Regions from separate parts of the Macaca mulatta genome. Here region 1 is linked to region 2. Evidence: chromatin contacts called from public Hi-C data. All regions are on one chromosome and are shown on one strand. Each heading gives the region's core, a stretch centred on a gene start, on an enhancer-like site or on the middle of the called end of the contact. The rest is flanking DNA. Distances are from core to core; before and after follow the strand shown. Region 1 has its middle 110 kb from the start of MIR211. Region 2 overlaps OTUD7A (OTU deubiquitinase 7A).

Region 1 (6,265 bases), core at 52-2,551, 290 kb after region 2:
AAAAGACTGGGGAGGTGCCACGTACTTTTAAACAACCAGATCTCATGAGAACTCTATCGTGAGACAGCACTAGGGTGATGATGTTAAACCATGAGAAGCCATCTTCATGATCCAATCACTTCCCACCAGACCCCACCCCCAATACTGAGGATTGCAATTCAACATGAAATTTGGGTGGGGACACAGATCCAAACCACAGCAATCCATAAGCGAAAACGGAGTACTAAAATATCTGACTATTATTGTAGAGCTGTGTATTTCTCTCTTCAATTCTGTAACTATTTCCTTCATAGATTTAAGAGATCTGATATTTGGTGCATATACACCAATTACAGGCATGAGCCACCGCTCCCAGCCTACTTGCCTATTTCTTTATTTTCTCTCTGTTAATCAGATTGGGTAAATTCTATTGATCTGTCCTAAAGTTCAGATTCTATCCTCTGTTGTGTCCACTTCACTATTTAGTCCATCCAGTGAATTTTTTTTTCTTTTGTTGTATTTTTCAGTTCTATAATTAGTTTTATGATTGTTTTTAAAGTTTTGTCAAATTGGCCAGGTGTGGTGACTCATACCTGTAATCCCAGCACTTTGGGAGGCAGAGGCGGGCAGATCACTAGAGGTCAGGAGTTTGAGACCAGTCTTGCCAACATGGCGAAACCCGTCTCTACTAAAAATACAAAAAAAATTAGCCGGGCGTGGTGGTGCATGCCTGTAATCCCAGCTACTCGGGAGGCTGAGGCAGGAGACTCATTTGAATCCAGGAAGCGGAGGTTGCAGTGAGCCGAGATTGTGCCACTGCACTCCAGCCTGTGCGAGAGAGTGCGACTTTGTCTCAGAAGAACTAAATTAAACTAAACTAAAATAAAAATAATTGTTTTATTAAATAATTCCAACATCTGATTCATCTCACTGCGGGTATCAGGTGGTTGCTTTTCTCATTTAAGGTGCAATTTTCCTGGTTGTTGGTATGACAGATGACTTTCTACTGTGGCCTGGAATGTTGGGTCATAGGTTAGGAAATTCCAGGTCTTATTTAAACTTTTTATTTTAGTAGGCAACTACCCTGTTTAGGTTTAGCAATGCAGGTGTGACCTACTTTTGTGGGCTGTGGTTGCAGTAACGTCTGATTTTCAGAGACCTTGCTGTGCTTTTTTAGTCTGCTTGATTTTTCTCTTGAGCCTGGGGCTCCTACTGGTCTCTGCAGGTACTGATTGAGGGAGCAGAAGGAATTTCCTCAGGCATGCGGCCTGGTGCTTCCTAGGTGAAGGAAGTGTGTCTCCAGCCACAGCGGGGAAGAGTGCTCCCTCGGCCAGGCACTTGTGGTGAGGGCACTTCCTCCTCGATAATGCCACCCATTGCCTGGTATATTTATCTCAGCGTCAGTCTCAAGGGAGGGAAGGGAGTCACAGCCTCGCAGAGACAACGAAGTTTCCCAGGCTGGGTGCTTGTTACGGTGGGATCCTCTTTGCTGACCCCCGTGACCCGCAAGCTGTGTGGTTTCTGCAACTGAGGAATGGAGTCTCAGACCTGACAGGGCAGGAGAGCACGTCCCCTGGCAGCGGAGTGTCTGCTGGGCTTGTGACGGATCTCCCTGGCCAGTTCTGCTGGGCTCGCCTGGTGCTGTCAGCGGGACTCCAGCTCCCATTATGGGAGAAATGAGCCACCCTGGCCACCTTATGCTGCTGGCAGGAAACGCTGGGCCTCGGTCATCGTTTCATATCTGGGAAGGAGTTGTAAGGTGGCCACCTCCATACTGTTTATCCAGTCCTGTGGCCCAACCAGTTTGCCTTCATCCTACAGCCTTTCCCAGTGCTCCTTTGGTTGTCTTTTCTGTTATTTCCAGGGTGTATCTAGTTGGGAGAAGCAAGAGGAAACAAGTTTAAATGATCTTGTCTAGACAGGAAATCCAGCTCTGATTATTATTGTTTAAAGCCACTACATAAGGGGGCAATTTGTTACACAGCCAGAGTAACTGGAACACTCTTTAATAAAAAAATCAAAATATCTTACTTTTGTAAATACATTAAACAAAGCCATGCAAGAATATTGCTAGAGCCATTTCCAGGGTGGAAAGTTCCTGGGCAGGTGAAGGTCCCTGAGAGGAAACTGTCGGCTTCTCGGTGGACTTGCACTGTCTGCGGCTTACGTTTGAACAGTAGTGAGTCATTCTACCAGGGCCTTTGCGAGGACTCAGAGGTAAAATATAGAAAGCCCGGCACGTGGGTGGTGCTTGGCAAATTACTTCCCTCTCTTTTGGTCTATGCAGCTTTTAAGTTTCTCACTTACATCTGTAATTAAGTATTTTTTATTCACAGAGTACATTTTTACTGCTCTCAAGTAATTCCCTATTTTCATTAAGTGCCAAATTAAGCTGAGATCAATATCCCTGAGTGTGAAGGATCAGGGTCATTTGAAGTCCATCTGGCTGTACATTATATCCTATGGGGGTGGCCTTTTGTGAAGTTTTTCTCATATTTGGCCAAGCAAACCCCCCATGGGGATCATTGTTTGGAGCCTCTATTGACAGTAAAAGAAAACTGCAGAATGGTGAGGTAACAAGTGAGGTGCTTTTCTCAGCGCCTGGAAGCCTGGCGGTGAGCAGTCCAGGACACAGACACGCTCTGTAACACCTCCAGGGCCAGGCTCCACAGCCCTGCACCCCACCATGTCTGCAAAATGGTTTTCATTCTCCTGCTTGAAAATAGGCTCCTCCTGTGGCATTGGCTTGAGTCTGAGCTCCAGGCAGGAAAGGAAGACAGAGAGGGAAGTAACAAGGAGGATGAAGGATACCTCACCAGGAGTGCAGGAGAAGTCCTCCAGCAGGACACATCCTCCTACACCTCACCGAAAGGGAAATGGGCCCATGTTTCTCCAAACAGAAGCTCCCGGGGCGGGGAGCAGGAGGAGGAAGGCTGGGAAGGTCACTGTGCTTGTGCTACTGACTCTGACACTATCCTGTAGGGCATAATGACTCAGCCAGTCCTGAATCCTCCTGGCCAAGGTATCATCTAGCTTCTTGCTACTTTGTCAAAGTGTGGTTTGAGGACCACAGCATAATATCCCCTAGGAGTTCACTAGAAACTGGGTGTGAACAAGATCCCCAGGAGACTCACATGCACATTACAGACTGGAGTGCGCTGGCCTGCTGCACCATTTTGTCTTCTAAAAGATGTGAGGAGGTCATGCAGCGCCAGGCTCCACACAGATCGCAGGTTGGAAGCACTCTGTTCTGGCTGCCCCAGCCTCCTGGAGTCTACACGGGTTCTGATGAAGGCCACCTGAATCTGCCTTGTTGGAGCAATAGGATGTAGATGTTAGAGGCGATTGATAGAGACAGTAGGGTGTAGACATTAGGATGCAGCTAGTAGATATAGACAGTAGGGTATAGACATTAGCACACACATAGTAGGTATAGACAGTAGAGTGTAGACATTAGGACACAGATAGTAGGAATAGAAAGTATACACATTAATGCAGGTCATAGGTGTAGACAGGAGGGTGTTTGTTGATGGTGGGTCATGGGCAGACAGAGTGTAGACAGTGTAGTACAGAAAGTAGTTGTAGACAGTAGGATGTCACTGTGGGGTGGTTATGAAGGCCCACAGGGATGGGGTGAATACTGAGAACATAGCATGCCAATTCTGTGCTATTTTACCCTTGTCACATTTTAAATTCATAAATTAAATTATTAATAATTCAATAACAAAACAAATGGTGCTTCTCTGCACACTCTTGTATGTATTTGCCTTCTTCCCCTTTTATGTAACCTACTGAATAAGCTGAGGGTGTTGTATAGTGGGCTGCACAGCTGGTTCATTGTCCAGGGTTATATTGGCCAAAACTGTAACCAAAGCCTGCTTTCTGGAATAGTACCAATGCCGGTGTGGAAGATCTGTGGGCCTTATTGATGAATATAAAGATTTCGGTGGCCGGGGGCGGTGGCTCACACCTGTAATCCTAGCACTTTGGGAGGCCGAGGCTGGCGGATCACCTGAGGTCAGGAGTTGGAGACCAGCCTGGCCAACACGGCAAAACCCCGTTTCCAGTAAAAATACAAAAATTAGCCAGGCATAGTGGCGCACGCCTGTAATCCCAACTACTAGGGAGGCTGAGGCAGGAGAATTGCTTGAGCCCGGGGGACGGAGGTTGCAGTGCGTTGAGATCACACCACTGCACTCCAGCCTGGGCGAAAGGGCAAAACTCCGTTTCAAAAAAAAGAGATTTTTCAGAACCCATATCTTCTTCCTCTTGCTCCTCAAAATCACCCCCACTTAGGCCCTTTTGCTCTGAGTGAGGGGCCCAGCTCAGGAACTGGAGCTCGCGATCCTTGTGCTGGCTGCAACCCAGGGTCCTGTCGGAGCAAGAAGAGCCCAGGACAGGTGGGAGCCAACCCTGCCCACAGGATTGGTAGTGAGGCAGGGGCAACGATTAAACCTTGGTGCCAAGACCTACAGCTCCTCAGTGAGCTTCTCCAAGCCTCTCAGCAGAGAGGGTGGTACCGCACCAGCTCCTCCAGGCCTGGCGGGGCCAGTCAGGTGTGGGAGGCAGGTCTCGCTGGACGGGGGCCAGGATGGACCTTGCCTCCAATCCAAAGGTGACTCCCGGTTGCTGAGGAGGGGAGAGTAAGAGGTCACTTTGGTGGCCCACCAGGAAACGACCACATTTCGGTCATTCCTTGGGACACCCAAGTAGCAGCTGTGGTCCTAGCCACCTACGGTGGGGTTTCTTTTCACTTTGCTGCTCTGCGTTTTATGCTTTCAAAAATTTGATGACATTTCTGGAGTTCTGAGTTTGGGAGTTTCATGGGGTTTACAGCCACGCATGAGTGCTTGGATGCATTAAACAAAATGAGTCTGTGGGGGTCGTTTCTTCTCTAAAACGCTCATCTCAAGAAATCTTCCAGGATTTTATTTTCACATCTAATGAAGAACAATGGGCAATGTATCAACCATCAGATTTTCAAAAGAGTTCACTTAAATTATGCCGTGTCTTTAAAATGAGCTCTTCCACTCTCTTCTTATGGAGAGAACACAATTACCAGATTCTGTCAGAGTTAAAAGTGGGTATTTTGTGGTTTGCATACAAAAAGTGTGATTTTATTATTATTTTTAACTACGCAAGCCTCAAGAAAAAGCAGAAGCAGGGGGAGATGACTGAGCCACGACTGGTCACTGCAAGTGTCACGAGACAGCAAGAAGACCCTATGCTTCCTGACTCCGTGGGACCTTCAGCTTCCTCTTCCTTCACTGGCTCTAGAGAGACCCCTCAGAGACAGGGTCCATCTTTCAGACCCCTCTGTCCATTTTGCAGCACTAATGGCGTGCGGGCATATGACAGGTGCCAATGGCGGTGGAGTATGAGGTTTGGTTACTATTTGTCAAAACAATATTGAGTGCATGTATGCATGGCATCAAATTCGCCCTGTCCTGGCAACCACCACAGCCCCCGCCCCCGGCCTCTATGAGAACACAGAGGTAGGTTTTCCCTGAAGCAAGTGAGGCTCAAACTTGATGTGCAACCCCAGCCCTGCCAAGGCCTTGCAGCTAATTACCCATTTGTAAGTTTGTGTTCATTTTCTTCAAGAGGGTCAGCCAATTGCACAGGATTCGTACCTGGCTAAACCTGGATCTGCTTTTAGTGTGCACCCAGAAGGCCCAGAAGCACAGGGAAGGAGGTGGCAATGAGCAGCAGTCCCTGCCAGGAGCTGATCAGCCACAGACCCGGATGGCACTGAAACTGACCCTGGGACCCCATGTGCCCTGGTTCTCAGCCTCAGTGTGGGCAGGAGAAAGGGGATGAGCCCACTGATCAAGCACTCACAGTGCTCACAAATGATCCTTGCAGCACTCCCAGACGTGGGTGAGAAAGTGAGAGAAGAGTGGGAAGGAGTGGCCTAGAATGGCTCAGCAACAGCAAACCAGACCCTAAAATCCTGCCCAGGGCTTTCCCGCCACACCACGTGTCCACCTAAGTGGCTTCCCAGGGTCCTGGCAGGAGGCCTGGGAGGAAGACCTGGGATGGCAGCTGTCCTTATTTCCTTGTTCCCTGGAAGAGAAGGAGGAGTGCACTGCATTCACCGTCCTTCCCATGCACCGTGGTGACAGAGAGCAAAGGACACAACAGCCTCAGATGAGGGCCCCTATAAGTGGGAAAATTTATATGACATGATATAACACGACATGACATGATGAGAGATGACATCATATGATACAGTATGGTATGACATGGTATGGCATGGCATGATATGGTATGATATTACACAGTA
Region 2 (6,805 bases), core at 1,631-4,130:
GTAAATCACTTTTATTCCTGGAAAGAAGCATGCCTTTCCTTTTGCTAGGTTTTTAGAGTCTAGGTTTGGACCAGTCTAGTCATGCTAGCCCAGGAGGGTCACCCCCATCCCCAGATCCAGGGATACAGTGCCTGCCTAAGACACATGCTTAATTAGAGTAACAGAACATGACCCTTAGTGCACCCAGTGTTTGTTGCCCTATACTCTGCAGTTTAAGCTTTTGTTCCTTGGTAGAGGTGGGATAGAAATATCTATGGAGACACTCTCTTAGAATTCCTGCCAGTCTTTTGTGGGAGAACCAGGCAGGTCCTGTGGAGAGGAGCCTGCAAGTGCATGTGAATTCCCTTTATATCTTCAACCCCAGGGTTCCGTACTATTTCACTAGCTGATACTCTTCCTTTACCAATTTAACCATTTTCGCTGAATTATTCTTACTGCGGTCCAGCTGAATTGGCCCTTCTTAAGCTCATGTCTGTCTCTCCTTGGAGGCACCTGTCTTTCCTTAGGTATTGGATAAGTCGGCTTCCCTGTGACTTCAGCTGTCTGCTGGGTTAAAGATAAGTTGTGAATTTGCAGTTTGACTGGCACGTTGTCATGGTGGAACAATGCTCTTCCAGCTTCTCACATCGGAGACAAAAACCAGAAATCTTGATTTTTTTAGAAAAGTACTTGATTTTTTAGAAAGTACTCAGAAGATATTCAGGCTAGTATGAGATGATGACTATGTGTTTCCAGGCTAAAGGACATACAAGAGGCCTTTCAAAAACAACAACAAAACAGCTTTCTGGCCTTTCTAGGCTCATTTTGAAAAGCAGTTGCTGTTCTAGACATTTACCACCAGAGGGCAAGCCGCTGTGCGTCTGCTACTCGCTGGTAAAGCCAGGTTTCCAATAGGGAAATGTCAGAGTGTACAGTGAGAGGTAGAAGCATCCCCAACAGCCGCTGCTCACAAGGAGGACCTGTTTTCACGGCCTCCTGGCCTGAGCTGTCCCTGGGCTCTGCAGCCCTAGCCCTCACCACAGGCCGCAGTTGACCCTCTGCAGAGAAGCCTGTCTTTAAGCCCCTCGGTGTCTTCCGTTGTGAGCAGGCACGTCCCTAGAGCCTCTCTCAGTAGCTGGTCCTTCACCCCAGCCAGATCTAGGCCGCAAGGCTGCAGGGCCCTTCTAGGAGGACAGGCAGTAGCCCCTTCAGGGGTATTCCCCCCCGTGCACTGGACCCCTGGGCAGCTGGAATGGAAGGGAGTCCATTCCAGCCCTGCTGTTGAGGGGAGGAGTCCCCAGGAACCCCATGATAGAGAGGTGAGGGTGACGGGAGTGCCGTCTTAGCTTAGGTGGTTTGTCTGAAACAAACAAACCAAAATCAGAGTGGCTTAACACAGTGGAAGTCTAAAGGGAGTGTTCTCAATTGTCAGGCAGCTCTTTAGTGGGGATCTGCTGTCTTCTGCAGGCACCATGGAAGGGAAGTGGGGGAGAGGCCCCCCTATGCCTGAGCACATCACCCAACACTTCCCACATTGCCTCTGCCCACAGACCATGGGTGCCGCTAGGTGCCTGTTCCCCCTAAATCCTGGGGGCGGGGTGGCTAAGACATGGAGTGGTGGCTGGGCTGATGCTCTCCAATGGCAATTCTACCCTGGGAAGCGGGTGGACAGCCAGACCCAAAATGTCCAAGTTGCACCCACAGGAACTGCTTCTAACAGATTATTCTTGTTCTAGAACAATATTTCCTGAATTTGCTTGATTTTAAAAGCCACAGGAGATGCTTATTTAAAATGTCACTTTCTGAGTCGTTTTCCTGGACACTTTGGTTTGGTCCATCTGTTTATGGGGGCTTGGAACTCCCAGGAGCTGCACTGCTGTATTCGGGGAAACATTGTGGATGGGGAGAGCCTGTGCCACCCCCTGCCCCGTGAGTAAGAAGCGAGGCTAACCCCTTCTCTGTTTGTGTAGTGACTCATAGAACTATGGGACAGGCTGCTGGGCACCACCCCAGGGAGACCTGTCCCTGAGCCAGCCTTGCAGCCCTCCCTGGGTGTGTCTATTCTGCAGCTCAGACCTGGGAAGGGTGGCCACGTCAAGGCAGAACCCAGCAGGCTGCAGCAAAGCCAGGCCAAGCTGCCCCTGACCTCTCAAATCAGAGCACTGCACTTTCCAATCCCAAGCCAGATTAATGAAAAGCCCGGGCCAGGCGCAGTGGCTCACGCTGTAATCCCAACACTTTGGGAGACCAAGGCGGGCAGATCACAAGGTCAGGAGATCGAGACCATCCCGGCTAACACAGTGAAACCCCATCTCTACTAAAAATACAAAAAATTAGCCAGGCGTGGTGGCGGGTGCCTGTAGTCCCAGCTACTCGTGAGGCTGAGGCAGGAGAATGGCGTGAACCCGGGAGGCGGAGCTTGCAGTGAGCCAAGATGGCGCCACTGCACTCCAGCCTGGGCGACAGAGCGAGACTCCGTCTCAAAAAAAAAAGAAAAAAGAAAAGAAAGGAAAGCCCGGAGCTGGCCATTGGTCAGCAAAGCTGCATTTCCCTTATTCGCAGCTTGGGGAGGCTGGGGAAGAAAAGGTGCAGGGGTGGAGAGGGGAATTACTTGTACCCACTTTTCCTCTTAAGCAACACTGGAGGGCAGCATTGAGTCAGTTTTTCCAATTTCTTACCAAATCAACTATTGGTATTCAGTCTTCGATTTGATCTATTTCCTTGCCTTTTTGTTCTTGCCATGGCAGCCTTGCTGTGAATCACGGGCTCCAGCAAAGAGGCAAAGCAGCTGACCCAAGGCCTTGGGCTGTGCTTCTCTGCTGTGGTGTGACTTCTAGGAGTGGGGCCTGCAGGGGAGCTAACTGGAGCCCACAGGAGGCTGCTGCTTGCTCCGAGGAAAGACTTGGGGAGATCATCTCCCACTTCCTCCTGCCCTTGTCCCTGACAATGCCCTTGGGAGGAGTCAGTCATGTCACGAGGAACTCCTCTCATCAGGTAGCTCAGAAGCTCCTAGAAGATCCCAAACCTGTAGACACCCCCTCCACCCTAGCCCTCCTGGAGTGAGCCAGGATTTCCCACGAGTGGTGAGTTTCACCACAGAGCTTTTGTGATGAGTCAATCCCTCTGAGAAATGACCAGCCAGGTGCTCGTCACTGCAGTCTCCACTGACATGTGACCTCCTCAAAAGGACCCTCTGACCCCACCCAAGAAAGGCTTCACCATCACTGCCTTCTGCCTGCTGTTTACCCTTCCAGGGCTCCTCACCACCTGACATTATGAGGTGTTTGTTAACCTGCTTATCTGTCCCCAGCACAGGTGAGCTTCCTACGGGCAGGGGTGGGTGGGTCCACGGGTCCCAGGCACTGACACAGACTTGTGGCACAAAATCACAAATCCGTAGAGGTCAGCAACACCCTTGCTCACCTGACTTGTACATTCAGCCTTTCTCTGGGATGAGACAGGAGAGCTGGGCCCCAGGCCCACCTGCAAGGTAGCCTCCCAAAGTGTGCCTAACCTGCCTAGATCCTTCCTAGAAATAGCAGAAGCAGCAATAGCTTTTTTCCCATTCTGATGCCCAACGGAGTATCTGCCATTGGACAGACCCAAAGAGACCCAGGGTCCAGGTGACGCTTCCAACTGCTCTCCACTGTCTACAATAAATATGGAATTTTAAAAACTAGCAATAGTGGTTTTGGTCTTCATGCTCCTGCTGGCACAGATCTGTGTAGATCTCCACTCGGTGCACTTGTCACCTGAACACCTGGCTTGGGAATTTCCTTCCCATCCTCCCTGGGGAATGCCGCGGCTCCCAGCACGGCTCTGTCTCTTCTGTTCCAGCCGTGATCCCCCTGACGGATTCTGAGCACAAGCTGCTGCCTCTGCACTTTGCAGTGGACCCTGGCAAGGACTGGGAGTGGGGGAAAGATGACAACGATAACGCCCGGCTGGCCCAGTAAGACCCTACTCTGTCCCTTCCCCCAGCGCCCACAGGGAGGGCTATGGCTGGGGCATCCTGGGGAGGGGCTGTACCACCCCTGCTCCTCCTGGGACAGCTGGCATGCAGGTGGGCTGGGTGCTACAAGGGCCAGCTCCGACCATTTCAATAGGGTATTCTTCTCTTGCCAGCCTTATCCTGTCGCTAGAAGCCAAGCTGAACCTCCTCCACAGCTACATGAACGTGACATGGATCCGGATCCCCTCCGAGACCCGGGTGAGCCTGGCTGTGCTGGGACCAGATCTGGCGGTAGGGTCCAGGCTGCTCAGCTCCAGCCTGGCCAGGGTGCATCCTCCCAAACGCTCCCACACTCTTGCCTGCCCCTGCCTGGTCGCCCACGCCCGCCATACCCACAGCCCAGTAGCTCCCCCATCCCTTTGACCTAGCCACCCTGGCTGGGGTTTGAAGTGGCTCTGGTTGGACCCAGTGGGTGTGTACACACGTGTAGGCATGTGTGCACGCAAGCATGCACTCTTGTAAAAGGATTTTTGTCCCCCTATTTTCTGCAGAAGGAATAAACACGCCCACTCAGAAAACAAGCAACAGGCAAGTCACAACACAAAACTATCTCTACTGAGATCAGAACACAATGTGCTGCCGCAGAGCGGAATTAATTATAAACTGTGTGGGTCCTCAAGAAAGCCAGGGAACTGAGCGCGCGATTCCTCGGCGCCCCCTTCCTCCCCTCCCGGAGGCAGCACGCTGGTGGGTGGAGTTGGCAGGAAGGTGAGGAGAGGGGCCCGTGCCCCGTGAGGCTGCCTGCCTCCAGAGGGTCGGGGCTGCCCCTGCTTGCAGACGCTGAGCGATTCATTTTAAGCATCTGACTGATGTTTTCTGAAATCTCAGTAGTGAGCTGCCAGGGAAAAAGATTTGTAAAAAAAACAGCCTGCAAATAATTGGTCCTCTCCAGCCAGTTACTTAGGCTTGAAGTGGGGCTCATAAGGAATTAGTAAAGGAGAGGTGTAAGTCAAGGAGTCGGGTGGTGGTCAGCACTGCTCAGTGCTCTCAGACTCCGGCCTTTGCCTGTACTTCATCTCCCAGGGCTCCACGAGGCGGGGACTGATACCCCATTTTACTGATGGCATAAGTGACAGCCAGTCGGTGGCAGTCTGAGTGCTGCCTCTCAAAGGCCTGGAGCACTCCGGTGGTGCTGTGGCTGTTGTTCTTCAGCACCCACATGGGGAGTGATGGCAGCGGCTCAGGATCTAGAATCAGGAAGCTCTCGGGCTGAGCATAGCTTTGCCTGCAATTGCCAGGCCTCGGTGCCTTCATGTCAGATGCAAGGCTCTCAGCTGACAACCGTGGGAAGGGTTCTTCCAGCCAGGGACTCCCGAGCCCGCTCTCAGTGCCCTCCTGCTAGCACCAGGCGCACCTCCGTTCCTGGCCCAGCCCGTGTCCACCCTTTAGTGTCTCACACACTGGTCTGAGACACTTCACACCTTCCTATCCCAGGTGGGAAGGGGAAAGGAATTTCAGAGTGGGAGGTGGTGTGGGTCAGTTCTGCCCACGTTTGCTTCAGGGTGACCTGGTCACAGGACAGTCACCGACTCATGGACTTGCTTGAGGGGCCTGGGGGTGAGGAGACAAAAATTAAGTGGGGGAGCAATGGGAGCCTTCTCCCAGGCTCATCCCCTGGAGGCCAAGGAAGCCTGTTCAGGTATGGGCACCAGTTCCTGCAGCACCCAGCAGCCAGCATGAGGGATCCTGCCTCTCGTCCAGTGAGTCAGAATTCTCTCCTCACCCAGGGAGGTCCCTCTGCAGACGCAGTAGGTGCTGCCTGCCTCTCTGCCCTCCCATCTCTTTTCTCAGGTTCTCCCCACCCCAGATATGGTCGTGCCCTCCTCAGACTGGTTGACCACCTCAGTGGGTCTCATCCAAGCCGTGCTTCCCAGCGTCACCCCACCCCAAACCACCCAGGGGCCCTTTTCTGGGAATGGGAACATCTTTTTTGCTGAGCGCAGGCCTATTTCAGAATCCTCCTCAATTTAGCACTCCACCTTGCCAAACTGAGTGAGAAAGGAACCCCTGAAGCGATTTGGCATCCCTGAATCAAGGGGGTGTTTGATTCAAGATCCGATGAATGAGATTGAGTACAAGGTTTCTGTCCCCTGCCTGGCGTGAGGAGGCGGGACATCTTTTCAAGGGTGACAGTTTTGTGCAGGCCCAGTGTCCTCCCCACCTGAAGGCCTCCATCTTCACAGAGGCTGGCCTGGGACCTGTGTCTGGTCAAGCAGGCGGCCTTGTTAGTGGGGAAGGCCAGAGTGTGAACCTGATCATTCTCTGAACTGTGACAAGGCTCTGGGGACCAAGGCCAGTGGGGTATTTGCACCATGCCCCAATCCCCCACTCAGGGTTCCAGGCTACCAAGTACCTGAGGTCCCCCAGAGAGAAAGAATGAGTACACCCCAGCTTCCGTGGCCAGAAGACACACGCAGATAAGAAGTCCCTACATCCTTTTACTACTGCAGCGAATCAGAGCCCACTCCTATCCGCTCCTTTCCTTCAGCACCGCCCATCCAGGTACCATAGTCACCAGAGAGACAGTGGGGACTGGGACAGTGAACCTTGAGGGCCCCAGCCTTGGCAAGACAGGGGCAAGGTGTCCCTTCCTCGGCCAGCCCGTGGACGGCTCTTCTCTAACCATCTTCACTCCGGCCCTCCCTCTCCACACAGGCGCCCCTGGCACAACCGGAGTCTCCCACGGCCTCGGCAGGGGAGGACGTGCAGTCCCTGGCCGACTCGCTGGACTCGGACCGCGACTCGGTGTGCAGCAATTCCAACAGCAATAACGGCAAGAACGGCAAGGACAAGGAGAAGGAGAAGCAGCGCAAG

Evidence for each region. A called contact is a pair of places that touch in the nucleus more often than the background predicts.
Region 1: a contact with region 2 is called in a Hi-C map of sperm, with 5 times the contacts expected there. The contact joins two enhancer-like sites. A contact is called at or near these places in 7 of 14 Hi-C or Micro-C datasets (CD4 T cells, blood, fetal cortex germinal zone and 4 more).

The regions. Positions count from the first base shown.
Region 1 is chr7:7,989,075-7,995,339 of T2T-MMU8v2.0, forward strand. No RefSeq gene overlaps it. Among named protein-coding and RNA genes, the nearest start is that of MIR211, 110 kb to the right of the region's middle. Within about 2 kb of position 1,302, at least 4 of the 40 cell types and tissues checked have an H3K27ac peak or open chromatin away from gene starts, as enhancers often do.
Region 2 is chr7:7,693,876-7,700,680 of T2T-MMU8v2.0, forward strand. OTUD7A (OTU deubiquitinase 7A) reads left to right here. Exons shown (of 13, transcript XM_028850656.2): 11 at 3,817-3,931; 12 at 4,105-4,189; 13 at 6,647-6,805. Among named protein-coding and RNA genes, the nearest start is that of KLF13, 150 kb to the right of the region's middle. Within about 2 kb of position 2,881, at least 10 of the 40 cell types and tissues checked have an H3K27ac peak or open chromatin away from gene starts, as enhancers often do.